Linked DNA regions of Mus musculus: all the other regions are linked to region 3. The links are chromatin contacts, called in public promoter capture Hi-C maps. All regions are on one chromosome and are shown on one strand. Each heading gives the region's core, a stretch centred on a gene start, on an enhancer-like site or on the middle of the called end of the contact. The rest is flanking DNA. Distances are from core to core; before and after follow the strand shown. Region 1 holds the start of Ero1b (endoplasmic reticulum oxidoreductase 1 beta). Region 2 holds the start of Heatr1 (HEAT repeat containing 1). Region 3 holds the start of Mrpl32 (mitochondrial ribosomal protein L32).

Region 1 (4,404 bases), core at 288-2,787, 2.0 Mb after region 3:
ACAAGGCTTGTTTAAAATTCTGATTCCTTGCTCAGTTCCAGATGGACTCAGCAAGCTCCACGTTTAACAAAAGGTTTCTTTTCCTTTCCCTTTCTTCCTTCTTTTCTCTGACTGGTTCATTGTTTAGTTTTTTGAGAGAGGGTCTTGCTATGTAGTCCTGGCTAACCCAGAATCTCAATATGTAGGCCAGCGTCCAACCTGCGGCAATCCTACTGTTTTTCCTACTGTTTGTGTTTTTTACCCCTGAGAGCTGAGGCTACAGGTGTATGCCACTGTTCCTAGCTGTTTATTTTTATCAAATCATTCAAGAGAACTCACACATGGACACAAACAGAATATTCTTGTATTCTAGGACTTCATGCTGGACACCATAACACCATGAACAAGGCAGAAAAACATGTTTACACGGTTACTCTCACAGTTACCATCATTTTTTTTTCTCTTAGCAATGAGTGTTAATTGCTTCAAACTGCATGCCCCTCATTATCAGGCCATCTGAGACACTTTTGTTTTTCTTCGGTTTTGGCTCTTCGAGCTAGCACTTTGCAGCAGGTGCAGACAAGATATAGCAGCATCTGGCAACCTGTTCAAACCTTCCTCACTAAAAGAGGCAGAGCTAACCTATCTCTTTTCAAGGCAAGAGGCTGTGCTTTGGCTTTCGAGTATGTAGTGAACACTTCAGTAATACCTGCCTAACCAAGGCAACGTCAAAGTCTACCGGACTGTCCAGCCAGCAAGCCTCACTATAGACTTAAGAAGCCCACAGTAGGGGCCTAGGCCCTCCAGTGTCATAACTGGGCTCACCTGGCATGCCACTTTGCATACGTAGGACAGGTGGATAATTATAAAGCGGGTAATGCCTATAGCTATCTCTAGAGCACAAGTTCAAGGAAATGAAGTAATGCCCCCTCTAGCCCAGGAAGAGGATGGAGGGTCTGCCTCCCTGTCATCTGAGGGAAGGATGTCAGAGGTTTGTGTCCCCAACACCTTCACCACTCAAGACTTGTGTCTCCCCGTCACCATCACAAAGATAAAGCCGCTAGCGCTTACTGGCCGTCACCATCTTCCTCTTCCGTAAACCATCACCACGCGTGTCGTGTCCCCGCGCCCGCCGCGCTTTACAGACGTTTCCCGCACTAGCCGGCGCGGTTCTCAATCCCTGGCTGGCCACTCGCACCTGCACCTCGGCCTCTCGGCGACGCCGGCGTGACCCGTCCCCTGCCTTTGGTCCTCGGGCTTACCTGAGTCTTGACCAGACTTGAGAGGAAGCTCAGGGTGACAAGCAGTTGCACCGCGGCCGCCGCCCCCTGCCCAGTAACGGCCCGGCGGAACCCCGGACTCATGGTGACCTCGGCCGCTGCCGTCGCCTCGGCCGATCGGGGCTGGGGAACGACGGCCCGCCGCGACGACGACAGCAGGGGGCAGTGCCTGGGAGCCGGGAGCCTCCAGGACCCGGGGTCTGAGCGCCGGTCTCGGGCAAGGAACACTCTACCGTTCGCAGCAGCAGCGACTGATGTACCAGTGCTGCGCGCCCCCGCTTCATCCCAGGAGGCCCCGCCCCCGGCGTCCTCAGTTATGATCACGCCCTCTGCGCAAAGCCTTCTGGGAGTTGTAGTCCCTGTAGCCCCTTGGGGCCCCCCCACAGTGGGAAGGTCTTGAAAATGGAGAACTACAGGCTCGGAGGTCGCTCTGCCTCCCTGAGGCGGGGCTCCGCGGCGGCCAATGAGGCGGGACCACGAGGCCTCCAAAACACCCAGGAGCAGGCGGGAGAGTGGGTGCTGTTTTAGGGGTTGGCCTGAGGTGGTGGAACCTCTGTTTCGTCGCTCTGAGAAACAAGACTGTCCACCCCCATCCCCGCAGGTCTTCAGGCACTATGCCAATAGCTCTTTGTCACCGCTTGACCTACTGGGGCCAGGATTTTCTCGCCAGGCCGGCCGAATCTTTGACTTGCTATTCCCAAGAGCTTTCTTTGCCTTTTTTCTCACCTCTGCAGCTACCTAAAACCACCTGGCATCTTGTCAGGAAGTCTTCAGCACCTCCTTCATGTCACATGCCCCAGAAGTATCATTGCTTGGTGTCTCCACTACTCCTCTACCAACACCAGAAAATCTATAATACATTTTAAAGGATGAAGGAAAACCCCAGTCTATACAGTGAAAAACGAAGAATCGGGATAAACGCACAGAAAAGCTTAAAGGGACATAGACTATCCCAAATGTAACACATTCTAGATGGTTTTGTGGTCTTAATTACACCTCAAATATTGTTCTGGGATTATGTAAGGTTATGTACATAAGCTTCCTGTAGTCCCTAGCAAATAAGTGATCAATTAATGGTAATCGCTAACTTTACCGATATTCCTGAGTTATAGGAAACTTACATTCAGTAGTATGTATCAATTTGTCATTGTTGATGTAACAAATGACCAGAAGGGTAGTGATTGAAAACAACCCCAATGTATTATCTTACATTCTGGAAGCCAGAAAACTAAAACAAACTGCATCCATTTGGAATATTCTAGAGAATAATGTTTCCTTGCTTTTTCTAGCTTCTATGGCCAATCAAATTCCTAGATTCAGGACCTCACATGACACAGTGGCATAGCCTGCTTTTGTCGTCTGTGCTTTCTGACCCTATCTCTCTTGTGTCCCTACATATAAAGACTTTCGATTGCATGGTGCTCACCCGGATAACCCAGGCAATTTCCTGATCTCAAAATCCTTAATCACATCTTCAAAATCTCCTCTGGCCTCTCTGGTAACATGAGAACATTCGCATCCATGATTCCATCTAGACCCACTGCATGATCTGTAGGGTCAGCCAGAAATGAAAGTCCAGGGGAAATGAGAAGACTTTTAAGGCGGAGACAACAGAACAATAAACCAGTCCAAGACCCTGGAACTTCACAGGCCATCTTCCCATGTCACCAGCTCCCTTTTCTCCACATAGCTAACAGAGAACTGTGTGCGACTTGCTTCTCAAAGCTGCCTTTCTATGCTCTTCATCGCTCTGCGCTTTGGGTATGCATGGGACTTTCCTCAGGTCCCTTTGTGCTGCAATTGGCCCAGATAATGTGTACATCATGGAACATAGCCATTTTTTTTAGTTATAAACTGCCTTATTTTTAAATTTCACATTTTAAATATCTGATATCAAGGGCAGAAACCATGCCTGTCATTCGGAGCACTTCAGGGCCTGTCACAAAGAAAAACTTGAGCTTTTCTATCAACTTTTCAATTGGTAGAAGAAAAACAAGTTTACAAAGATTATAATGGCACACACACCATTTGTTTTAGCTCAGAAACTTTACTCACAATGTTTGGAAACATTTTTTTCTCTCAGTGAGTGAAATCAGACATGGGTGTTTTTCATGAAAAAGAAAGGTTCACATTGCCCTGTGCTGTGATCTGTTTTAGCGTTTGCTGTAATGAGCAGGATGAGGAGTTGATTAATTGATGAATAAGCTACTGTCCTCTGTTTTAGCCTTGCGGTTTATTTCTTATTAGAGCAGGCATTGCCTTTATAATGATACCCATGCTCCTTACCTACACTCCTTAACTTCAAACTTCCCATCCTAGTTAGGGGTTTGCAAGTTGAAACAGGAAGAACCTTTGTAGCAAGCTATAGAAAAATTCAGATCCAGCTAGATTTAAAAACAATAAGAAAACTAGTAATAAGTCAGGAAAACTGGCAACTTTGGGAATGAACAAGGCTTCATCACTTACAGTTCCAGAAAAGTGAGTCCATCGGGGTGTGACTCAAGGACCAAAAGGAGCATGGACCGTTCTGGACTTTTCCAGAACATTCCCATTGGCTTGGCTCATTGTTCTCGGTTACTTTTCACACTCTATCCTCCCATCAAACTTCAAATTACTCCTCAAGTTTAGCTGAGAGAAGGGGAGATGAGGGGAGGTAAAGAAGGGGAGAGAGAAAGAGAGAGAGAGAGAGAGAGAGAGAGAGAGAGAGAGAGAGAGAGAACAGAAATCCTGCAGGATTACAAAGAATGGGAAGAGGTACACAAATTCATGGAAGCCATTCTCTAAGTATGTCTCACGAATTTACTTTATTTTTTGTGGTTGTAGAAATTGAACCTAGGGCCTCACACATGTCAGACAAGCACTCTACTACTGAGCCATGTCCCTGGCCCTCTTCATGGTTTCATTTTAAAAACATTTTTATTTATGCATATATGTGTGTGCATGCAGTGCCTGCAGATGACAGAGAAAGGAATCAGATCCCCCTGGAACTGGAGTTATAGGAGGCTGGGGGCTGCCTGCTATGGGTGGTTAGGAGAGAACTGGGCCCTTCTGCAAGGGCAGCAAGCGTTCTTAACCACTGAGCCATCTCTCCAACTCCCTTTTTTAAATCTTGCTAAGTTGCCTAGAGAGGCCATGAGATTTCCAT
Region 2 (4,900 bases), core at 2,294-4,793, 2.2 Mb after region 3:
AGATGGATGTGGAACCTAAGAAAAATATGAAACAATTAAATCAGTACAAAATACAAAAATCACAAAGGTCCTTCTTTTATATTCTTTTTCTTTTCTTTTTTTTTTTTTTTTTTTTTTTTGACAAAGTGTCACTGGATAGCCCTGCCTGGCATGGAATTTGCTATGCAGACAAGACCAGGATAGCCAAACTCACAGATCCCCCTGCCCCTGCTTCTCAAGAGTGTATCAACATGTCTGGAAGGTGCCTGCTTCTAAAAGGTGCAAATCCTGTCTCAATGAACTACAAAGAGCTAGGGCCAGTATCAATCACAACAAGATGAACACAAGAAGCCCTACATTTTGCATTCAAGTTAGAGTCAATGTGGTTTGAATCAATTTGGAGGCAGTAACATTTTGAATGTTCAGTATCAAAATTTATACCCTATTCACTTTCTTTCAACTTTAATGAAACTGTGTAGTCACCACTAAGTCACAGAAAGCTAGCAGGCTAACAAGACAATAAACACTGAGCTTCACTGAGCTTCTCTGTGCTACAGTCACTGTCTACAGCTTTTCTTAGCTATGTTTCCAAAACCAGGTTTTTTTGGGAGGGGGTGGGGGACAGTTGGGGGTTGGAGGGATTGTTGTTTTTCAAGACAGGGTTTCTCTATGTAGCCCTGATGCTCTGGAACATGCTTTAAAGATCAGTCTGGCCTTGAACTCAGAGCTCCGCCTGCCTCTGATCCCAAGCACTGGAACTAAAGATATGAGGCACCATAGCCAGCAAAAAAGAAAAAAAAATTAATAAGATCACATTAATTTATTCAGATAGAAAATGACAAATAAATTAATGGAAAAGGAAAAGATGACAACATATATAATTTGTATATGAACTTGAAAAAATTTTTTGTCAGTCTCTCTACATTAAAAATGTTTAAAGATTCTCCTATTCTCTTGCATGCACTTAAAAAACACCATGTATTATTGCCCACGTGAGCCTGTGCAGCACATGCATACCCTTGCCCACAAAGGTCAGAGGGCACTTGGACCTGGAGTTTTACAGATAGCTCTAAGTGGCTCTGACGTGAGTACTGAGAACCCAACCCAGGCCCTCTTCAAGAACACTAAGCACTCTTCACCACGAGCAATCTCTTAAACCCCTACATGGACTTTAATAGTAGCAGACCTTGCCTTCTATCTACTTTATACAAGCTTTGGTATTAACTAAAACACTACTTGAATGAAGCTTTCCTCAACAAACCCTGGCATAGCTACCTCTCTAAATCTTGTGTAAAACTTTATTTAGGTATTTATTTAAAAGATAGCAACCAAGGAAAACCTACAGATATATATATATTTTTTTATCACTTTAACATTTGCTGAATAAAGGTTACATGAAGAAGGGCTGTAGTGATGGCTCAGCCATCTACAGGATTTGTTGCTCTCGCAGAGGTCAGAGTTTGGTTCCTAGCACGTATAGTGCTTAGAGTACAAGGCCTGGTACATAAATGCTTAACGCGCACATCACTAATACCACGTGATTTGGGTTGATATTTTAAAAGACATTCTTTACACCTAGCGAGGTAAGAAGGAACTGTACGTTTTGCCCCCATGTTAACGGATCTGCAATGTGAAGCTGCATCAGCTCCTGAGTACTGATGCAGTTAAGGCTGGTCTGGTAGCACACACTTATAACCACACTACTGAGGACCTGGGAGGCAAAAAGAGGCAGATTTATAAATCTGAGGCAAACTGATCTACTTAGTAAGTTCCAGGCCAGACAGGCAAAAAAAAAAAAAAAGTAAGTCAAAACCCAGCTTGAGCCAGGTGTGGTATCGCCTCTAATCCCAGCACTTGGGAGGAAGAGGCAGGTGGATCTCTGGGTGTGAGGCAAGGGTGGTGTACACACTGAGTTCTAAGACAGCTGAGACTACACAGAGAAACTCTCTCTCCACAAACAAAACAAACAACAATAACAACAAACGAGAGCTCTATAATAAGACCTTATCCCCAAAACAAAACTAGCCAAAGACAATGACATACTTCTCAGACTTGGGGAAGAAGGTGGCAGATTTCTGTGAGTTTGAGGTCAACCAGAGATACACACTGAGACCATGTCTCAAAAAACAAACAAACAAACAAACAAACCCCCTAAACCCTAAACACACTAGACAGGAACTAATGGCACCCTATTCAAGAAGAGCATGTTCACTTGACATTCTAAACATCATGTTAACCTTTGAAATTTGTGAAAGCAATCTAGCTTACCAAGTGTTGGCAACTAATGAAGGTTTAGCTACCTGTGAATCAGCCATTCCAGACACTTCTGCGCTGGCTTGAGGAGGAAATAAGGAGACAAGTGAAGGAGGAACGATGAAATGTTTTCATCCAGCTGCTTGTTCACTGCTTTGGTCTGGACGCTGCGCTCCAAGCCTTTTGCCAGCTGGCTGAACAATGGCGCTTCAAACTGTTCAAAGGCAGGGTCAATCCCAAGAAGCTCCTCCAGGCCAGTGCATCCTAGGAGGAGAGTCACGTGTAACTTCTTTGTAGGCAAACCCAACAGATACTCTCCTGTTCTCCTCACCCCCAAGCTCATGAACTCTGTTACCATGTGTTAGACACTCTCAAACACTGGCTTTAGTTGTTAACATATAGGATAAATCTGACCCCCACTCACTAGGAGAAAAGAAAGTACTTCATGACAAGAACTCCACCCGAGCCCTTCTTTTTAGTCATTAAAACTACATCTAGTTCTGAAAGTCTCCTCTCACACCACAGTCATTGTCTCGGTTTCTTTACTTTTCTTCCTTTTTACATATTAGTTAGTTTGTGAAATTTCAGATACCATTATTTATAAATACATTCACACATCTAGCAGTATTGCTGTTTCCCACCCCCTTACCAAGAAAACAAGGTACTGCTCGGGAAGCGAACGGGGGGGGGGGCAAGAAAATACAGAACCTCCCCCCCCCCCAACTCCCCGATATCATGCTCTGGGAGCTTTGCTAAGTGAAAGGTGGCTCACCGATGGCAAAGGCGGTGTCCCTGTCGATTGTGGCCGCCTCCTTGGGGTCAAATAACAGAGAGGCAACTTCACGTCTCGATAGGAGGCTGGGATCAGTTTGAGGGAGGGCGAGTCGCTGGAGCTGCTGGGCTAAGGACGTCATCTTGCACGGAGGCGGATGTCTCAAAACACCGGCTAAGAACGAACAGCGTGAAAAGTTTTTAGGAAACGTCAGGCGCCTTAACAGATGGCAGGCCAGGGCTCATGCTCTGGCAATACAGCGCTCAGTCCTTTCGAGGACACAGAAACTTGCTTCCCCGACCCTCCAGGACCCACCACAGCAATTGCGTTAACTACGCCTCCGCAGCACCAGCTTTCCCCAGCTCTGCACCACGACCTCACGGCCCACCCGGCCACCCGTTCCAAGTCACGGCCGCGCCTAGCCGCACCGTGCTCCTCCTCACCCTGAACTCGGAATATCAGCAGGATTAGACAGCTAACAACTCCTCAGATCAGCTCCCACATGGTGCCGGCACTGTCCCGGAACTCTAAAGCACGCCTCATAGGAACTTCCGGCTTCTCACTACGGCAAGAGAAAAGGGACACCTTTGTAGAAAACGCAATACAACGGCCCCGCCTCCGTGACTCTAAGTTCCGCCTATTCAGGCCAGCCATTTAATTCCCCGCCTACTTTCCCCTCTAAGGGCCTGAACCTCAAAGCCCCACCCTCCGCTCGCTCATCCAGTTAAGCTCCGCCTTCCATCCGCACCTCTTTCCAAGACACCACATTTATTCCACGCCCCTCCTTTAAGCTCCACCCTCACGAAAATGTGCTAAGCCACGCCTACAGTACCTCCCCCTTCTTTCCAGAAAGCCACCTATAAGTCCCGCCCCTCCGCTCCTTGGTGCTACAGCTCGCTTCTCTAGGTACCCGACGCCTCGCTCAGTGTTGCTATGTGCCTTCAGGCTTAGGTCTGGGATTCTTTTTCCCCAACCGCCTTTGGGAGCTTTACGGGTGTGTAGCAGGAACCGGTCATTCACGAGATACTTATCCAGCCTGCGAGGGGCTGAAGCGCGGGAAGCCGCGTTTCTAATTCTAATGCTACCCGAGGAGGGCACAAACCTAACGTGAGTTGTAGTTCTCAGTGCAATCTGGTTGCTCTGTAAGTAGTAAACACTCGCTGAACGCAGTTACTGACAACCTTATCACCTTTGCCTTGTCTGCAGTCCTAGGGAGTGGTGTTTTTCTTATTCTGTTATTATTATTATTAGAAACATGACATTTTAATTTTTTTAAGTGAAAATAACTTTTTTCAAGATGGGAGGTGGCGGCTCACTTCTTTAATTCCAGCTCGAGGGAGGCAGAGGCAGTCAGATCTGAATTCGAGGCAAGCCTGATTTGTGGAGTGAGTTTCAGAATATCCAGAGCTGCACAGAGAAACCTTGTCTCAAAAACAAACAAAAAACAAAAACAAAAAATACACAAAACTTTTTTGTTTTCATATTCTGGTTACAGTTTCGTTCCACAACTCTTCCCAGATCCTCCAACACTTCCCCTTCCACCCAAATCCACACCGTTTTTTCTCTTTCTTATTTAGGGTACAAACATACGATGATGACGACGAAGGCGATAGGCAAAATAAAAACAAACATCAGAATAAGACAAAACAAAGAGAAGAAAAAAGTGCCAAAGAAAAAGCTCAAGAAACACATATAGAAAGAGACATACCTGCTTATACACACAGAAAGCTTATAAAAATGCAAAACCAGAAACGGAGATATATACGCAAAGGACCTATAAGGAGGGGAAAAGATGCCCTGACAAAGAATTATGAGGCAAAAAAGGTCCAAAAATGCTACAGAGTTAGTTCAAGTTAGCTCATCTTACATTGTCCATATGGTAATTGGGACCTAGCC
Region 3 (4,822 bases), core at 906-3,405:
AGCGACTACCATGCAAAATTTAGTCTCTGTCAATTATATAATGAAATCATTTGCTAAGGAATTTAATGGAATTCATTTAAAGATTTCAAAATAATAACATTAACTCACTTCTTATGTGAAACTGTAAAGGGCAATTCTCAAAAGATAATATATTGTAACAAAAAGTCTATTAATTGTTTTCAAAACCAACAAGGTTTGAGTCCTGATTTACCTATTTGTGGACAACCTTGAAAAAGTTCAATTGTCCAGGTTCATCTATAACTCATTATACATAGGTGGTAATGGAAAAACCACTACTAGTTACTGTTATATTCAACAAGTAGATCCTGGCTGCCTTCAGCTGTCAGTCCTTAAGAAAATGGTCAACTGGAGGGCATCATCCTGAGTGAGGTAACACATTCACAAAGGAACTCACACAATATGTACTCACTGATAAGTGGATATTAGCCCAAAACCTAGGATACCCAAGATATAAGATACAATTTGCTAAACACATGAAACTCAAGAAAAATGAAGACTGAAGTGTGGACACTATGCCCCTCCTTAGAAGTGGGAACAAAACACCCTTGGAAGGAGTTACAGAGAGAAAGTTTGGAGCTGAGATGAAAGGATGGACCATGTAGAGACTGCCTTATCCAGGGATCCACCCCATAATCAGCATCCAAACGCTGACACCATTGCATACACTAGCAAGATTTTATCGAAAGGACCCAGATGTAGCTGTCTCTTGTGAGACTATGCCAGGGCCTAGCAAACACAGAAGTGGATGCTCACAGTCAGCTAATGGATGGATCACAGGGCTCCCAATGGAGGAGCTAGAGAAAGTAGCCAAGGAGCTAAAGGGATCTGCAACCCTATAGGTGGAACAACATTATGAACTAACCAGTACCCCGGAGCTCTTGACTCTAGCTGCATATGTATCAAAAGATGGCCTAGTCGGCCATCACTGGAAAGAGAGGCCCATTGGACACACAAACTTTATATGCCCCAGAACAGGGGAACGCCAGGGCCAAGGAGGGGGAGTGGGCGGGTAGGGGAGTGGGGGTGGGTGGGTATGGGGGACTTTTGGTATAGCATTGGAAGTGTGAATGAGCTAAATACCTAATAAAAAAATGGAAAGAAAAAAAAAAAAAAAGAAAGAAAATGGTCAAAACACAGTCCTTTGTCTAAGTTCATCCATGATGGTTTTTTCTTAAACAGGGAACAATAGTTCCCCTTAACTGCACTTTGAGAAAATATATATAACTCTTTAATTCTTTCTCCCAAAACATAAGGGTCTAAAATCGTTTTAAAGCAATTTGTTAGTGGATCAAGCAAAATACAGAGGTTATCAGTTTGCATGTGCCACAAAAACTTGACAGGAAATCAGCGCCTTCATTTTATACTTCTTAAGCTTCTACAGGAGCACAGGCGAAACCGAAAGCAGTGTGAGCTTCAAAGCACATCGCTGCTAAACAGAGACTAAAACTAAGATTTAACAGCAAATAAGGATCTCCCAAAAGAAAAAGGACGTCTCACACGTCCCATAAGGAGTCTGGGTTTACAAAGCTCTCGCTCAGGCCTAGCCGGGCCAGTAAAGAAATCCTGGACCTGAAGAGAGCAGCTGAAAACAGACTATCTCAAAGCACCCTTCTCCTAGTCTAGAAGGAGAGCCAGTGCTTAGTGCTTGGCTTGGGGCCTCCCGTCCCTCGGCCCGCAACACGGCCGGCCTCAGCCAGGGCCCAGGCCTGGCACGGAACATGACTCTGCAAAGCTACGAGTCCAGCTCCGTCACCGTGCACTCCTACGCAAACACCAGCCAGGTCCGACACACGGGACCATGTCTGGGGCGCTCCTGTGATCTGCGACGCATGGAACCTGCGGGTCCCCCGAATACCTGAATGTAGTCAGCGAGAAGCTGTAACCGCGCTCTGCCATCTTTACCCGGAAAGTCGGAACACAGCCACGCACATGCGCAGTAAGTATGCTTCCTTTAATTTTTTTTTTCTTCTTTGCTCTGATTGGAGGAGAGTCACCTAGGGGTAGCTGGGAGTTGGAGTTTTTGGATCACAGCGGTCTTTGACCCTTGCGCATGCGCAAGAGGGGCCTGCGCATGCTCTGAGCGAGGAGGCGGGGAAGTGGGCGGACTTAACGCATGCGCTCAGCCCGCGTCCCGCTCTGTCTTGAGAAGATCATGGCTCCTTCGTTGCTGCTGCTTTCACTACCATGGCCGGTGCGTCCCGGACCGCTCCAGAGGTGCTGGGAGCTGCTACAACGGCAACTGCAGCAGAGCTGGAGTCGCTTTGTCAGTCCTCCGTGGGGTCCGTAAGGAGAGAGTTCGTGGAAAGAGGGTTGGTGAGGGCTTCCGGGTTGTAGCGTGGTTTTTGGTTGGTTGATTGGTTCGTTATTTTATTTGTTTGTTTGTTTATTGGTTATTTATTTATTTATTTATTTATTTATTTATTTATTTATTTATTTATTGAAACTGTCACCGTAGCCAGGGTGGTCTAGAACTCACTGTATAGCCCAGGCTAGCTTCGTATTTATTTATTTATTTATTTATTTATTGAAACTGTCACCGTAGCCAGGGTGGTCTAGAACTCACTGTGTAGCCCAGGCTAGCTTCGAGCTCCTGGTATCTTGGGCGTTAAATTTGAGATTGCTGTATTATTTACAGTGTATCGCAAAAGTGATAATGCCCAGTCTGAACAGAGATATATTTTATTATATCTCAAGCGCAGCATAATAAATAATTGTCTCCATGTTCTACCTGAGATAATCATTTCAGTCCATTCGTTGTCTAATAGGCCTGTGCTTGGACAGTTTATGTAGTGGTAAGAAGTCCTAAGAATTGAACGAACGTTCGCAAGTCTGAAGAACATAAGAAAGGGTAAAGAAGTGATCTAAGCAATTTAGAAAAACAAAGGTGAAACACTTGATAATCTCATAAATAATAAATCTTTTCTTAGAACACAGGTTAAGATTAAATATTAAGGAAAAATTTAATGGCTTTAGGAACCTACCAGGTTTAAAGAAAAAGGACCTAACTGGATCAGGATAGTGTGGTACAGATGACCATTGTAGTCATCTCAGTGATGTGAGTGAATGTAGGGAGTCTCGGGATTAGATTACTTGTACACTACTTATTACTGAACTGCAGTGTCCCGGATTATATACGGAGGAAATGCTTAGTAGAGTAGCCTGGCTGCTTTGGTAGCTTGCAATAAGAAAGCATTCCAGTTGAAGTATTTTAAATTGCCTTTTATATGAGCTTTAGTATATTTTAATAGCTGGGGATTATTACTAATGTTTGTTGTGTTTAACATTCAAAACTATTTATGTCAGGCCAGCCATATGGCTCAGTAGTAAAGGACCTTGTTGCTAAGTCTCAGGACCTGGGTCCTAGCCCCATGGCCAGTATGACGTAAGGAGAGAACTAACTCTGAAAGCTGTCCTCTGACCTTACATGTGCACATATACTCACAAACACATATAATTTATAGGTGTGTATATTTAGTGACACTACACATGTTGACTGTTAAAGGAAATAGTGGCTGTATTCATTTAGGAACTCCGAGTTGATTCGGCATCTCTGTTTTGTTTTATAGCACCAGCATTAGCCGTCCAGAGACCATCCATCCTCACAGAGCTAGCACATGATACTTGTGAAAATAAAGAGAATTCCAGCTTTTTAGATAGTATCTTTTGGATGGCAGCTCCCAAAAACAGACGCACCATCGAAGTTAACCGATGTAGGAGAAGAAACCCTCAAAAGCTTATTAAAATTAAGGTAATGTGTGAACGGGTGTAGGTGTGTGCACATACACACTCTCTTCCACAAGTCTAACACTGAATAGCCCGGTATTGTATTTGTGTAGCAGAGAAAACCAGCCTTATAATAGTCTTAGCATCTTGTTTGGCTCATCATGGATAGATACGTAATCTAATTCTTCCTTAATGTTTTAAGATACTCTTAATGAATCATCCCATTGCTTAGATGGGCTCCTTGTTGGTTATTATTTGAAGTTAGAGGACTGATAGAGCTCTTAATTCAAAAGTCAAATGAGATCATTACAAACAATTCTGAAAAAAATCTCCAAACTTCTTGACTATGCTTTTAATTGTTAATGTGGAATTCACTACACTCATATAATGAAAATATTCTACTCAAGCTGGAGATTAGACAAAAGAATTTGAGAATAGTTTACCCATAGGCTATACGAATAAAAATATACCAGATTGGTAAACTTGAGTTTTAGTCCTAATTTTCTTACTAATTTGAACTCAGTGTTGCTATTTTTTTTTTTTTTTTTTTTTGGTTTTCCTGTTAAAATATATTGTTGAACTAGCTAGTATATAGTCTTATGTAGCACGAACATTCTCAGAAAGCTACAATGTCAGCATGTTAGAGTTCTTGCTGGTGATTATGTATTATATTGCTTGTTATTAATATGTTTTTCTTTGTTTTAAAGAACAATATAGACATTTGCCCTGAATGTGGTCACCTGAAGCAGAAACATGTCCTTTGTGGATATTGCTATGAGAAAGTACGCCAGGAGACGACAAAAATCAGACAACAAATAGGGGCTCAAGAAGGAGGTCCTTTCAGAGCTCCTTCCGTTGAGACTATGGTGCTGTACACAGGAGAGAAACCATCAGAAAAGGATCAGGGCAAGAGGATTGTTGAAAGAAACATAAAGAGGCCATCTTGGTTCACCCAGAATTGAACTAAAAAATGTTAAAAAGATAATTTCATAGTTAGGCACTTATTTAAAATCAGGAGTCTTCATTTTCATGTTGTGCCTGTTTTCAAATTATCAATGTATTTTAAAATGGATTTTGT

Evidence for each region. Promoter capture Hi-C pulls out the DNA fragments that hold promoters and counts their contacts. Capture Hi-C pulls out chosen DNA fragments and counts their contacts.
Region 1: a contact with region 3 is called in a promoter capture Hi-C map of liver, with 2.7 times the contacts expected there. The contact joins the promoter of Ero1b here to the promoter of Mrpl32 in region 3. A contact is called at or near these places in 4 of 39 promoter capture datasets (liver, neutrophils and pre-B cells), 2 of 484 Hi-C or Micro-C datasets (B cells and CD4 T cells) and 2 of 9 other capture datasets (adipose tissue and liver).
Region 2: a promoter capture Hi-C map of pre-B cells shows a contact between it and region 3, with 4 times the contacts expected there. The contact joins the promoter of Heatr1 here to the promoter of Mrpl32 in region 3. A contact is called at or near these places in 3 of 39 promoter capture datasets (liver and pre-B cells), 4 of 484 Hi-C or Micro-C datasets (B cells, CD4 T cells and pre-pro-B cells), 2 of 115 datasets of contacts at active chromatin or transcription factors (astrocytes and cardiomyocytes) and 2 of 9 other capture datasets (adipose tissue and liver).

Annotation. Positions count from the first base shown.
Region 1 is chr13:12,563,016-12,567,419 of GRCm38.p6, reverse strand. It overlaps Ero1b (endoplasmic reticulum oxidoreductase 1 beta), which reads right to left and starts at 1,537. Exons shown (of 16, transcript NM_026184.2): 1 at 1,242-1,537. The coding sequence starts at 1,343.
Region 2 is chr13:12,394,018-12,398,917 of GRCm38.p6, reverse strand. It overlaps Heatr1 (HEAT repeat containing 1), which reads right to left and starts at 3,543. Exons shown (of 45, transcript NM_144835.4): 1 at 3,448-3,543; 2 at 3,005-3,178; 3 at 2,280-2,496; 4 at 1-15. The coding sequence starts at 3,146.
Region 3 is chr13:14,610,370-14,615,191 of GRCm38.p6, reverse strand. Mrpl32 (mitochondrial ribosomal protein L32) reads left to right here and starts at 2,155. Exons shown (of 3, transcript NM_029271.2): 1 at 2,155-2,300; 2 at 3,588-3,769; 3 at 4,452-4,822. The coding sequence starts at 2,174. The coding sequence ends at 4,706. Psma2 (proteasome subunit alpha 2) reads right to left here and starts at 1,950. Exons shown (of 8, transcript NM_008944.2): 1 at 1,877-1,950. The coding sequence starts at 1,917.